2 separate regions of the Zea mays genome follow, and region 1 is linked to region 2. Evidence: chromatin contacts called from public Hi-C data. All regions are on one chromosome and are shown on one strand. The core of a region is the stretch at or near the end of the contact, and the rest is flanking DNA. Distances in the headings are between cores, read along the strand shown. Region 1 holds the start of LOC100136880 (respiratory burst oxidase-like protein D). Region 2 has its middle 19 kb from the start of LOC111591405.

Evidence for each region. A called contact is a pair of places that touch in the nucleus more often than the background predicts.
Region 1: a Hi-C map of leaf shows a contact between it and region 2, with 4 times the contacts expected there. The contact joins the promoter of LOC100136880 here to the enhancer-like site in region 2. A contact is called at or near these places in 13 of 25 Hi-C or Micro-C datasets (bundle sheath, ear, leaf and 4 more) and 1 of 3 datasets of contacts at active chromatin or transcription factors (seedling).

Annotation. Positions count from the first base shown.
Region 1 is chr4:197,886,820-197,893,636 of Zm-B73-REFERENCE-NAM-5.0, reverse strand. It overlaps LOC100136880 (respiratory burst oxidase-like protein D), which reads right to left and starts at 4,210. Exons shown (of 8, transcript NM_001164287.1): 1 at 3,504-4,210; 2 at 3,204-3,360; 3 at 3,065-3,113; 4 at 1,800-2,947; 5 at 1,523-1,625; 6 at 1,362-1,444; 7 at 338-855; 8 at 1-12. The coding sequence starts at 4,134.
Region 2 is chr4:197,776,718-197,782,856 of Zm-B73-REFERENCE-NAM-5.0, reverse strand. No RefSeq gene overlaps it. Among protein-coding and RNA genes, the nearest start is that of LOC111591405, 19 kb to the right of the region's middle. Within about 2 kb of position 4,011, at least 11 of the 20 cell types and tissues checked have an H3K27ac peak or open chromatin away from gene starts, as enhancers often do. A contact at or near this core is called in bundle sheath, ear, leaf and 2 more, where this site is marked.

The DNA.
Region 1 (6,817 bases), core at 2,961-5,460, 110 kb before region 2:
AGTAGAACACTCCTGCAATTAATTAATTAATATCAAGTCTCAGCAACAATGATTAGCTATATCCTCTAATGCATGTGTCTGTCTGTCTTCTATAACGAAAGTTAGGCCAGCCGCATTGCACTACTACTGCTACTCCCCGCACGCGCATCACACCTGTCCACCACCGGCCTGTCATGCATATCGGGTTTGGTAGAAAGCTTCTTTCACCGCCGGGTCATGAGAGAAGCAAGTAGTAATGCATGCCACGTGTTCGACGAATGGACCGAAGTAGAATGGCGACCGGTCGAGGAATGCACAACAAAGAAGAAGAAGAAGAACAACAACAACAACAACTCACCGACGCGCTGGTTCTGGTGGTTGAGCGCGATGCGCTTGTAGACGTTGCGCCAGTTAGGCCTGGCGAAGTGGGTCTTGACGCGGGTGCCGGACACCACGTCGACGCCGTGCTTGGCGTGGTTGAGCGACTGGAGCATGGCGATGAGCGCGGACCGGGCGTCCCCTTCCTCGTACACGCTGGTGCAGTAGTTGTGCAGCTCGATGACGCCCTTCCTGTCCGTCTCCGCCACCTCGTCCATCACGCCGCGGAACCACTCGAAGGACCCCTGCTCCCGGGTCACCCAGTAGAAGTAGGCACGCCGGGTGCGGAACGAGGCCATCGACGACGACGACGCCGACGCGTCCGAGGCCTCCAGGTCGCCGCCGCCGTCCAGCTGCCTCATGTTGTTGATGATGTCCTTGATGATGGAGATCATGGGCGTGGCGCCGATGCCTAGCCCCACCAGCAGCACGATGTCGTACTGCTTGTAGTCCTGCGCCGGCGCGCCGTACGGCCCGTCGATCAGCACCTTGGGGAAGCTGCACACGACACACGACAGGTGGTTTAGTTATTTAGTCCGAACTAATAATAATGGTCAATAGCTTCCCCCGTACAGTCGCAGCCACTGTCTGTCCGTCGTCGTGCAGACATGCATGGCCGGCCGTGGCCCACGGATAAAAACCAGGACCAACAGTCGCAGCTCGTGTTCCGATCCGCCGCCGGGAATATCACCGGCCAGCGGTCACCGCCGTTGGTTGTGGTTGGTTCGCCGAGCTCATCATGCCCAACGGCCAAACTGAACGCAATAATAAGTCAGCTAGCCACCTACCGTGCCACTAAGTACTAGTAGTATTTGGTGGCAGAAATTCCGCACAGGGGTCAAGGTCAACAAATGCTACCACACGGAAGAAGAAGAAGAACCCCTGCCTGCCTGCATAGGCATCTTCTTGCTCCGACCTCCCACCCAACTACGACGCCACCGCCACGTTTTTGTCATGGAGACGTACGCCAGCGCATTCCATCGGTCAAGGGACAGATTTCTCACCTCGGGTTGGCCACGGCGCTGCCGTCGCGGTCGTACTCGGCGCGGAGCAGCCCGCTCTTGCCCTCCGTCGGCGGCCGGCACACCTGCGCATCGGTCACCAATAGATCAGCACGCGCGCGTTAATCTGCGAGCGAATCGGTCATCAGCGCGTGCGTACGTACCCTTGAGAAGACGTTCTTGAGCTCGCGGGTCCAGTCGCCCAGCGTCCTGATGTGGACGCTCACGTAGTCGTCCTGCGGGGCCGACGTGATGGAGAACGGGTGCCTGCAACCAACAAATTAGCTAGTCTACCTTAGCCATCCCATCGTTGATCCATCTATCCAGCGCCATTAGCGCAAGCATCTGTGCCTTGCTTCCTCCCAGCAAACTAGCTAGTCCTAGTCTAGCTAAAGCAGCAGCATGGACCTCAACAAATTAAGACGATGCTTGCTTAATTACCACTGGAACGGCGACACGGCGGCGCAGTTGACGAAGATGTACTGCCCGCTCTTGTAGCGGAAGCCCTGCGGCTTGGAGAAGTGGAGCGAGAGGACGTTGCCCGGGTACACGGCCACCTTGAGGATCCTGACGGGCCTGACGCTGGAGCGCAGCGCCCTGGTGAGGCGCTCGCACGCGTACAGCACCATGGGCACGGCCAGGTACATCCACGTCGACTTCTTGTACCACTTGTGCGTCAGGTACAGGTAGTGCCCGTGCACGATCAGCAGCGCGTACACCACCACGAAGCAGTGGTGCGAGTACCAGAACGCGTTGAACCCCGTCAGCCGCCGCAGCGGGCCAGGCAGCGCGATGCGGCCCCGCCGGAACCACGGCGTCGCCAGGGTGAACGCCACGGCCATGAGCACCAGCATCACCAGCCCCGTCCACCCCTCCGTGCCGCGCACGAACCACCAGTAGTTGGGCGGGCGGGGCACCCCGAAGTACTGCCCCAGCGGCGCGTACTCGGCGTCCGTGGCGTGGAGCAGCCGCGGGAAGTCGCACGTCAGGTGGGAGATGATGTGCAGCCCGGCCCCGACCGCGATGCCCACCGCCACCACCTTGTGGAAGTTGAGGTTGTCGTCGAAGGGCACCACGCGCCCCACGCCGGCGGTGCGGTTGCGGATCCAGGTGATGGTGTTCCGGCACACCGGGAGCAGGATCAGCGCCATGTTGAACTTGAGCGTCTCCGCGCCGCCCTTGGCCACGCACACGCAGTACCCCATCACCTGGAACACGTAGCGCTGCCGGTACTGGATGAACTTCCAGGCGAACAGCCCCGCGCAGATGCACAGCCACAGAAGCATCACCCACACGCGCCGCCAGTTGTCCTCCAGGAAGTACTGCGCGCGCCGGTACCACCGCCGGAGAGGGTTCGGCTCCGCCGTCGGACGGAGGCTCTGGCTCAGCATCTGGCTCAGGTTCCGGCTGTTGGTCGTGCCGATGCGCACCGACTGGCTCGGCGCCTGCAGGAGCAGCATCTCCAGGTTGTACAGCTCGATGTAGCCCAGGTTGCCCGGGTCCAGCTCCTCCATGATCAGCCGGGCGTACTCCTCCGCCTGATCCGTGATCTTCGAAAGCTTGTTCGCCGACGCGCTCAGCGTGATGATCTGCGGCCGGGAGAGGAAGAAGCATTTGGTTATTTGGATTTCTGTTCTAGCTTGGGGCCACGGCGACGGCGACGGCGACGGCTTAACCAACTGGAGAAAGGCTGTTGACGGAGTTACCTCTTTGACCTCCTCCTCGGTGATCCTTCCGTCGGCGTCCTTGTCCACCCTGCAGGGGCAAACCGATCGATGGTATTATTACTTGCTGTGTGTGGTGGAGAAAGGCTAGTAGCAGCAACATGCAGTGAATCAATCGTACATGTCGAAGAACGTCTGCAGCCGGCCGTCGAAGCTGGTGTCGGAGATTTGGTCCCAGAACTCGAGCAGCTCCGCCTTGCTGATGCTGTCGCCGGAGATGTTGCGGCGCCGCGACAGCGCGTCGAACAGCTCGCCGGCGAACTCCGGCTCCTTCATCCCTGTAGACAGACAGTGGTGTTCATATACCCATCATATATCGTAATCAACACGCGACAAAGACAAAAAGCCGATGGAAACGCTCGATCGAAAGATGCTCGCTCGACCAATTCTCCTGGCTCCGACCACTCAGGCACTCACTCACCGATGCACTGGCCGAACTTGGACCGGTGGAGGAGGCCGTTCTCGGCGAGCTTGTCGAAGCGCCTCTCGACGGCCTCCCATCCGGCGGCGCCCTCGGCCTTGCTGATGAACTTGAGCCCCTTGAGCGCGTGCGCGGCGGCGGACTTGGAGCGGTCGATCCGGGGCCCCGCGGCGCCGCGGCGGTTGATGGAGGCGATGCGGCGGAGCTCCTGCGACACCTGCTTGATCCGCGACGAGGCGTTCCGGATGACGGAGTGGCCGTAGGACGAGGAGCGCCGGCTCTCGAGCGTGCGCGCCAGCAGCGTCACGTCCGGGTCGTCGCCGCCCGCGCCGGCGCCGGCGCCGGCGCCGCCGCCGTGGGCGGGCTTGACGCTGTGCACCGCCACCGAGTCGTCGCGCACGTCGAGGGTGATCTCCACGTAGTCGTCGTCGTCGTTGTTGTTGTTGTTGTTGGCGGAGGCGCGCGGCGGCGGCGCGGACAGCGGCGCCGACACGGACTCCGCGAACCGCGCGCTCTTCCGGGCGCCCGACTTCTTGCTCAGCGGGCCGCTGTGCGGGATCACCCGCCCCTCGGCGGTGGCGGACGACGACATCTCGACGATGTCCCCGCCGCCCGGCCTGGGGTTATGCATGGCGACCGGCACACCGGCAGCTCTAGCTCTTTGCGTCAGCTGCTGATACGGAGGTTACGAAGGAACGAACGAAACGCTTGTGCGGAGGGGGGCCGGTGCAGCGTGGGAGGGAGTCAGGGAGGAGGAACGGGGAACGGGAGGCCCAGGGACGGACGTTGCGTTTGCGAGGAGGGGACGGAGGGGCGGTGAGCTTTATAGCCCGTATCGGGACTGGGTCAGGGCGCGCGTTACGTTTTACTAGTCGTCGTCGCTGGCGCTGGCGCCGCCGCCGCCGAGCAGTGTGGTGGGGACGGGACGGAATGGGGCGAGGTTGTTGTGGGAAACTGGGAACAGAGGTGTGGTGTGCTCTTGGTGACGGAGCACGGGAGAAAAATCGCGGGGTCAAGAGACGGCTGACGCGGAAAACATTGCGGCTGCTGCTTCCTCCAAAAGTCCAAATCCTCCTCGCCTCGTCTTCGCCCAACCCAATATCCCCCGTGGCCGGTTCGGGCGCTGGGGCCCCGCCGGCCGGCCTCCGTCTCGACAGGGTCCGCCGTTGTACGCACGCGGTGTGTCGTATGCGGCGCGGTGCGTATCTAGTAGTAACGTACGTGTCCGCGTCCGACGTGAGCGCGTGCCTGCTGGCTGGCTGGCTGCTGCTCACCTCTCCGCTGCCCTGTCTCTGCTGCGTATGGACACGGAACCAGACCTCCGACTTTTGTCTTGCCTCCGATGGATTAACGGCTCTGCCTGCATTTGGGCACGGAAAGGAAAATGCGATTTCCACGGAAAAAAAAACCCGGCCTTAATAGTGTCTACGTTCATACCCTGTAAACATTGACGTTGGTGACGGCTTAACCACATACGTTATACATAAGACCCTCCTCTCCTTGCAAAGTCCAACGATTACGATCATGTTTGTGTCCACACGTAATTTTCTCTTACAATATAATGTCTCATTTGTTGAGTATCAAAATTGTCCGGATTATTCGCCGTAGCGACACGGACCGTCCACACGTGTGCAGAATCAGTCGTTTGGTTGGTTTCCCTGGACCTGCAATTACATCCATCCATCCGTAAACCAGTGTTTGTTTGGTTAGTTGCGTTCCGAGAATCTGGTCAGATCGAAACTCAAAGCGCGCGAGCCAAGCCAGCGGGAAACATCCCCGTTTTTTGTTTACAATTTAGCCATTTTTTGTGTTTTTTTGCACAGATATGTCCTTTGCAGTTTCATTTTTAAAAATGGACTCCAACCTCGATGTCATCATCATTGGCGTCGAGCTAACGCAAAGCGGCGCAACTAACATTGGCGCCAAGCCGCCAAACATGCCTACGTGGCAGGCGGATGTGGCAGAGGTTTAGGGGTGAGCGTCGACCCCTGAACGACGTTGACACGTGTCAGGGGGTCGGCGGCAAGATCTATGGCGCCGACCCCCTTTAAACCGGCGTCCAGCAATTTTCTCAGTCTCTTCTTCCTCGTCATCTCCGCCCACGCCGCGCCTCCCCCGCCGCACCCGGTCGGCCCGGCCGCCTCTCCACCGCCTCCCCCTTCGCCGCCTCTCCCTCCGCCCCGCTCCCGGTCGGCCCGCGCCGCCCATTCGCCGGCCCACCGCCTCCGCACCCGGCCTGCCCGACCGAGGCCGCCCTGCCCCGCCCCCGGCAGTCGAGGTATTAAATTTGTCATTTTAAGTATAATTAGTTCTTTGTTATTAATTAATAGTTATTTAGCAGTTAGTTATTAGGTGGTTGCAAAAGGTAAACGATACTATAGCAGTGACCGGCATACCACGTATGCCCAACAATAATTTGTTGAATGACTCGGCCGTGTTACTACATTGGAACTCATATCTCCATCCACCTAAGTCGTGAGCTCTCGTCCACTTCTCCAAATCTGGTATCAATCGAGTCAACCAATCTCTGCCTTCGACATTTGTTGCGACTTTGAGCTTATCTAACTTTTCCCTAAAGAACTTGTCTTCCAGCTGGTGACATGTCTTCTGGAAAAGCTCAAAGTTATCCTTCACACCATCCTTGTGCAGAAGATTCTCAGCAAGGTGTCGAGTACACCAGCGGTGATGCAAAGGAGGGTACCCATCGATCTGCTCACGGACCGCATTGAGTATTCCCTGGTGCTGATCTGATATTACACCAACTTCCTGTCCTGGACCAACCACATGTATCCGGACCATTCGCAAAAACCACCCCAAACTATCTTTGTTCTCTTTCTCAACCAGAGCAAATGCCAGGGGAACTAGCTTGTTGTTCGCATCACCGGATATGGCAATTAGAAGCGTGCCCTGGTACTTGCCAAGAAGAAACATGTCATCAATTGAAAAGATAGGACGACAATGCCTGAAGGCATCCACACACTGGGGAAAGCACTAGAACGCACGGAAGAATATATGCCTCCCATCAATCCATGCATTTGGTTTAGGGATGTACTCATAATGCATGCTTGGATTAACCGCCTTCATTGCATATAGAAGAACAGGTAGTTGCTTGTACCCAGACTCCCAGTCCCCATATATCATCTTCCATGCACACTGCTTAGCCATCCAAGCTTTACCATATGTTATCTTATACCCATCATACACATTCTCCATAATCCTCATGATTGTCCTAACCTTCATATTTGATTCCGACTGCAGTATTCCCATAAGCTGCTTCCCAATGAGGGTAGATGTCAATTGGCGACGTTTCATCG
Region 2 (6,139 bases), core at 2,762-5,261:
GTCTTTGTGACCACCTCAACGGGGAGTAGGTTTGCAAGAATCGAACCTCGGTAAAACAAATCATCGTGTCTCGCTCTTTATTTGCTCACGATTTGTTTTGCGCCCTCTCCCTCGGACTCGTTTATATTTCTAACGCTAACCTGGCTTGTAGTTGTGCTTAAGTTTATAAATTTAAGATTCGCCCTATTCACCCCCCCCCCTCTAGGCGACTTTCAGCTGCCACTAAATAATATTACTTATATACAAAACAAACAATGATATAATATTAATCAAATCAAACTAAGTACCACATACACTAATTATGCAACTATTCTATATACCAATATAATATACTATTAAAGCTAATAATATAATAGTACAACATATTAATATGAAATTAATGCCTAAATACAATATGCCCCTAATCTCTAAATCACATATTCACTAATACATTAATGAAATCAAATTAAACAATAATACTAATCACAAACAGTAATCAAACAAACACAATTACAAATATATAATACTTTCGGTGGCACCTAAATAACAACCGCCGAAAATAAGGAATAAAATACGCAAAAAAATTACCTTCTCTCGATGCGGCGGCGGCTCGACGACGACGGCGGAGTGGCGGCGGCTCGGAGTGGCGGGTCGACGGGCGAGCAGCGCGGGGACGGACGGCGACGCGCGGGCGGCACGCGTAGAGGCGGGCGCGGGCGGCGGAGGTGGCGAGCGTGGGGCGGCGGCATTGTGTTCGGGTGAGAGAGAGGAGAGAAACAATGGAGAAGAAGGGACCCGACGGTTTTTAAAAACCCTATTTTCGGCGGCTAGGGTTGGACCACCGAAAATAACACACTATTTTCAGCGGCTGTGTCAGAGGCCGCCGAAAATAGACCTATTTTCGGCGGCTGTGTTAGACCGTCGAAAATACCACCTTATTTTCGGTGGCCCTCCCCCGGCCGCCGAAAATAGTGGGGGCGCCGAAAATGCTGTACAGTCCTGTTGTGCCCTTCGCGCAGCCAACCTCCACGTCCCAAACCACACCTCCGCATATAGATGGTCATTTGGTTAAATCAGCGTAAAATATTAAAAAGCGGTGTATGAGGTGGGGTTACAACTTACAACCCACGCCCTAATAATGGAAGAAGGGTGGGAGACACTAGATGAAGCTGTCTAACCAGCATAGGTATTTTTAATACTGAATATAAATTGTACATATGTATATACAATTTTTTTAAAATAAAAAATATAATCGTGCCGGGCCGGGCCAGCACTACAGGCCGAGGCTACGACCCAAGCACGGAATGGCGCTCGTTTCAGCTGGCCCAGGCACAATTAAATGGGTCGTGCCTCGGGCCGGCCCGCCAGACATAGCCCATTTAGTCATCTATACCTCCGCACGATAATGATGGTCTCCGCCTCAGTTGCTGCCACCTCGTTCTCCATCCTGCTTCTTTTCTCTCTCCCCTCATGCATCAGCCTCCGCGCCACCCAATTCTCGGTAGAGAACATGGGAGCAGGCGCATCCTCCCCGTATTCGTCCGACACCAGCCCCGACACCGACCAACGCAGTGGCTATTGCACGTCCACGAGAATGTTTCACAGCATGCGCACACCATCGTTTTCACCATCGTCGGATGTGGCATTCGCCCTGTTCTTCCTCCCCAACTTACTGCCCCCACCCACGGTCACAGCTGTGAGCCGACCGACGCTCATCGACACGGGTACGTGGTGAGTCGATCTTGTCGTAGCCTTTCTCCGTGCGTGCCGCCGAGGAGGACACGGTGGCGCCTGCCACACAGGTTATCATGGCGATGAGGAGTCCAGGTCTGAGATATTGGACAACCACGACTCGTATCGTGGCAGCAGTCGGCATATGCTACAGAATTGGTGGTGGTGTTGTGTCGCCTCGGTGGGTCCAGGGCTTGGAAGACACTAGCATTCTCTCGCCCTTCTCGGACTAACGCCTAGTGTAGGTGCCTCTTGGTTTGGAGCTGCTCTGGCTGGGCTTCTTTCTCCGCTTGCGTGCTCTCTCCCTATATGTATCTAGCGGTATACTACCTATGTCGCTTCCAGATGCCCATGTCTTCGTCGTGTCCATCTTCAGCAACGAACATGTATGCTCGCCCCTTCCCTTCATGCTCTACGAATCCTTGGAATTGGGGGAGGCAAGGGATGAGGGTCCCTGATTTGCTGCCTATGGTACCCGTTTGATGGCTCGGCATCGCATGTCTACATGGTCTTTCCCTTACCACGGTGTCGAATCGGTATGGTTCTACCACTTCTATGTACTTGTCACCTATTCGTCTGTCATTGCAATAATTATTGTGTTGTTCCTCTATTGTTTTGGGTGTTAGTTTTTTCTTGCACTAAGACTTAACATAATTTGGGTATGTTAATACTTTATTTATTGTCTGCACATGGTTTGTGTTCTTCTGATGATGGCTCATGGATCCTGCAAAATATATGTTATGATTTGGAGATCCATGTGGGCACTACCACAGGGTTCTCGTCCCTTGTGTTCTTGGTTGTTGCATGCATTAGGTCGCTTCTGAGACCACATTGACGCAATGGACTGCATGGTGTTTGAGGTTGCTGAATTGGATGGAGCAGCAATGATTTTTCACGCTAACACTAAAAGGAAAAGTTATTTGTTGGTTTTAACGTTAGTAATTGCTACGAAGTACCATAATTTGTATGGAGCGCATCCAGTTTTTATTGATATCTGACTTTAGCAATCACTTCATATTTTGATCTATCTTTTTTATAAGTTTGAGTTCATGTGACTTATTTTAGAAACTTGAGCTCATAAACTTCCTCTTATTTAGTCTATGTATGGTGGAATTAGGTCATTCTATAATCTATGTTCGTTCAGTCAGGCGTTGTGAACTCTCCTCTAATCGCTCACTTCATTGGTCGTCCTGTACCAAGACATATTGGATGGAGTAAACAACAACATCAGTTAGGCAAATAAAAAATAATAATATTAAGCAAAGAGCGGAGACAATCAATAAAAAATCTTGATATCTTTTTGGTGGATAGTTTACGTGGGTATTGTTGTGAGCCGTCGCAACGCATAGGCAACCGACTAGTATATCTTCATATGCGACAAAAACAATGTTTACTTTATTCTACTATGATCAACCCATGTATATTAGATATCTATACTACTCTATTAAGAACCTAATGTGGACACCTCATGCTACCACGGCTTCACCCTACCCATATCCAGCGCCCGTAAAAATAGTGCTCCAAAAATTAAGGGCTAACTATTAGACCACACGTACCTTATAGTGTTTAGAAATAAACAAAAAATATATTTGTAGCCTATACGTCACTCTCTATGTACGCTCCCGGTCTTGTGGCATTGTATGGGCACATAGTAGATACAGAGAGATATGAGCGCGCACATGCACAATGATATTAGCACAAAACTTCATAGCTTGAAACAGTTACGTGCGGGAGTAAAATTTGACGACTAGCTAGCTAGCTACTTTTTAGGCAGCAAACCACAAACGGATATACGTAGCATCAGCACATATCCCATCAAGAGGACGTTCGTTCGTCATCGACGCGCTGCTGCATGCGCGGCAAACGCAGCAGACATATGGGTATGGCCACCCAATGACCCAGCAACCAAAAGATCTACGAACAATTAATCATCTCATCTCATCACATCACAGTAGTGCTGCTTCGGAACTACGTACACTACTCGCAGCAAGTGCATGTACACATCACCGTACGTGTGATTGATCTATCAGCCGGTTTGTGCGCTCTGATTTTGTTGCCGACTTATTGTGTTGTGCCAACACGTGCTTATCTGTCTGTCCAACTTCTCCTGCCGCGCGCAGCTAGCATCGTCGTTGTCACGTGTGGTGATATGCAAATGCGTGCGTCAAGCTACTCGCTGAAGACACCAAATTTAAAAAAAGTCTTTACCACACAAAAAAAAAAAACGTTTTTCCACGAGGGTTTTATTTTCCCCCCTTTTCGCAGATGAGAACGTGCCTAGAGCTAGCTAGTGCGGTCAAATCATGCGTATTGTTCTTTGTGGTCGTGACGCGCTGTGCGATCGATCCATACGTGCCTAGCTAGCTAGTGCGGTCAAATCATATCTTTGTTTTTTTTTATATATAAATCGATCTGCTCGAGAGCTGGTCCAAGAATTCGATTCTTACCCACGATATATACCGCAAGTGCCATTTTGCCTGCCTATATACTTTTGCTCAACACTCTTCACCTCTAGAGCTCGGTTCGGTGGGGGGGAAAAAACTGGAAACCTGCTGAAAGTGGCACTAGCTAGCTAGGATTATTGCATTCTTTTGAGACGACGAACTGGCCTTTTTTCATTGCCTTTGATATTGCCAAAACTGAGGCGCATATATGAAAACTAGCTAGAGCAACTTCTTGTTCGGTTAATTAGAAGGGGATGGATTGGATTTGGATCCCTTGTTTGTCAAAATCTAACAGAAGGATCCCCTCCGATCGACCCTTATGTAACCGAACAAGGCCGGCCATACAAACCTCAGAAAGAATAAGAAGAAGATGAAGAGAGGCATGATTCATGGATCTGGAATGCTAGCTGGGAGACTGCTTGAAGCGGTTGGAATAGTACGCTTCGTTCATGACACTGAATTATAAACCTGCATTATATATATTGTCTTGTTATTATTTTGCCTGCATGCATCATCGTAACAATCCAAAGACTTTTTTTCTCGATCTTGGCCAGAACGTTCTCTCACTCACGCACGTTGAAGAAACTATCAGTAGTTATTAGTACCGTCCACTAGCTAGCTAGTTAATTTGCATTGGTGTGAGGTCGTCTTTGTTGTTGTTTGGATCAAACCAAACAGCTTCTCCTAGCTAGGTCAACAAGTTCTGCTTAGGTCACGCAAGTTCAGCGGCCGGTTCAGCTTAAGCTTGTTTACCACATGGCTTTGCTAGTTGGCTAGCTCGTCTCTGATATATATGATCGATGCATCACTCACCAGTTATTACCTACTACGTACGTACTGGCATTATTAATTATTCTCTTCGTCCCGTCTCATTCTTTGCTCCATCTGTTTCAACTGTGTCCAACAACCGCCGTCGTATAGCAGCTACTAGCTGCATGCTCCGGGTCAAACATGCATCTGACGAGGTCTTCATTCGCTTCTCATGAATCAAGAGCCGGCCCAGCAGTCCCAGCTAGAGCTAGCTAGCTAGGGCGAGTTCATGCATGGACGATGGTCAGTCAAACCGTCTGACGACGACTGACCTGGTTAATTAGTACGTTCCTGGAAGCAAGCAAGCGCTGCGTGCATTCATGCGTCGGTCTGCTTCACACTTGCATGTTTCTTCCCGTTCCAGTCGTTTTCTAGCACATTTTTATTTTTTGGTATGCCTTTGACCAGTTAACCCGGCATTTATTTCAGAACAGAACAGAACAGAACGTACGCTAGCTGCTGGTGTATGTTCAAGGCGCACGCAGCAGAGAGAGAGGTATCCAGTCGTCGTAGGAAAACTATTCTTCGCCCCACTGAAAAACGCCTCCCGTACGTGGTTTCTCCCCGGCCGGGGAAGGAAGGTCTCCGCACAGGTTTCACCTACCGTGCGTTTGGCCACTAGCTACTACTACTACTAGCTAGGGAGGAAAAGTTTATAAAAACTACATTATAAAATCAAGCAAAAGACTGTAAAAGCTACTATTACATGAAATTCAAATTCCATATGTATGTAGTATCAATACAACACACACACAAATTCAAAAGAGCAAAAATTATATGAAAAAAGAAGTAAACAATACAACTAATTAAGTTCTTCCCGATCTAATACAAGTCGTGCGTATATTGTCGAATGTCGATCTCCTCGAAGAGCGGGACACCGAGAAAGAGATAGGGTCAGGCGACGTCTCCCCGGCTGAGAGAGCCAGGATGCTGGAAAGGGGGCGAGGTCAGGCGGCGTCGAGCGTTATTGGGAGGCGGGAACGCGGCATCAGGGTGGATTGGCTCCGGTGGCGTCAGAAAAAATGGACTCGATTGAATAGATGCAAGACCGGAACAGGGCAATTTTAGCCTACCCAAATCTTCAATTTTTTATATACTTTACAGTAACTAAACATTAGGTATAATAAGAGGGTATAAAAAATTTGAAGAGGGACATCACCCACTTTACCATCCTT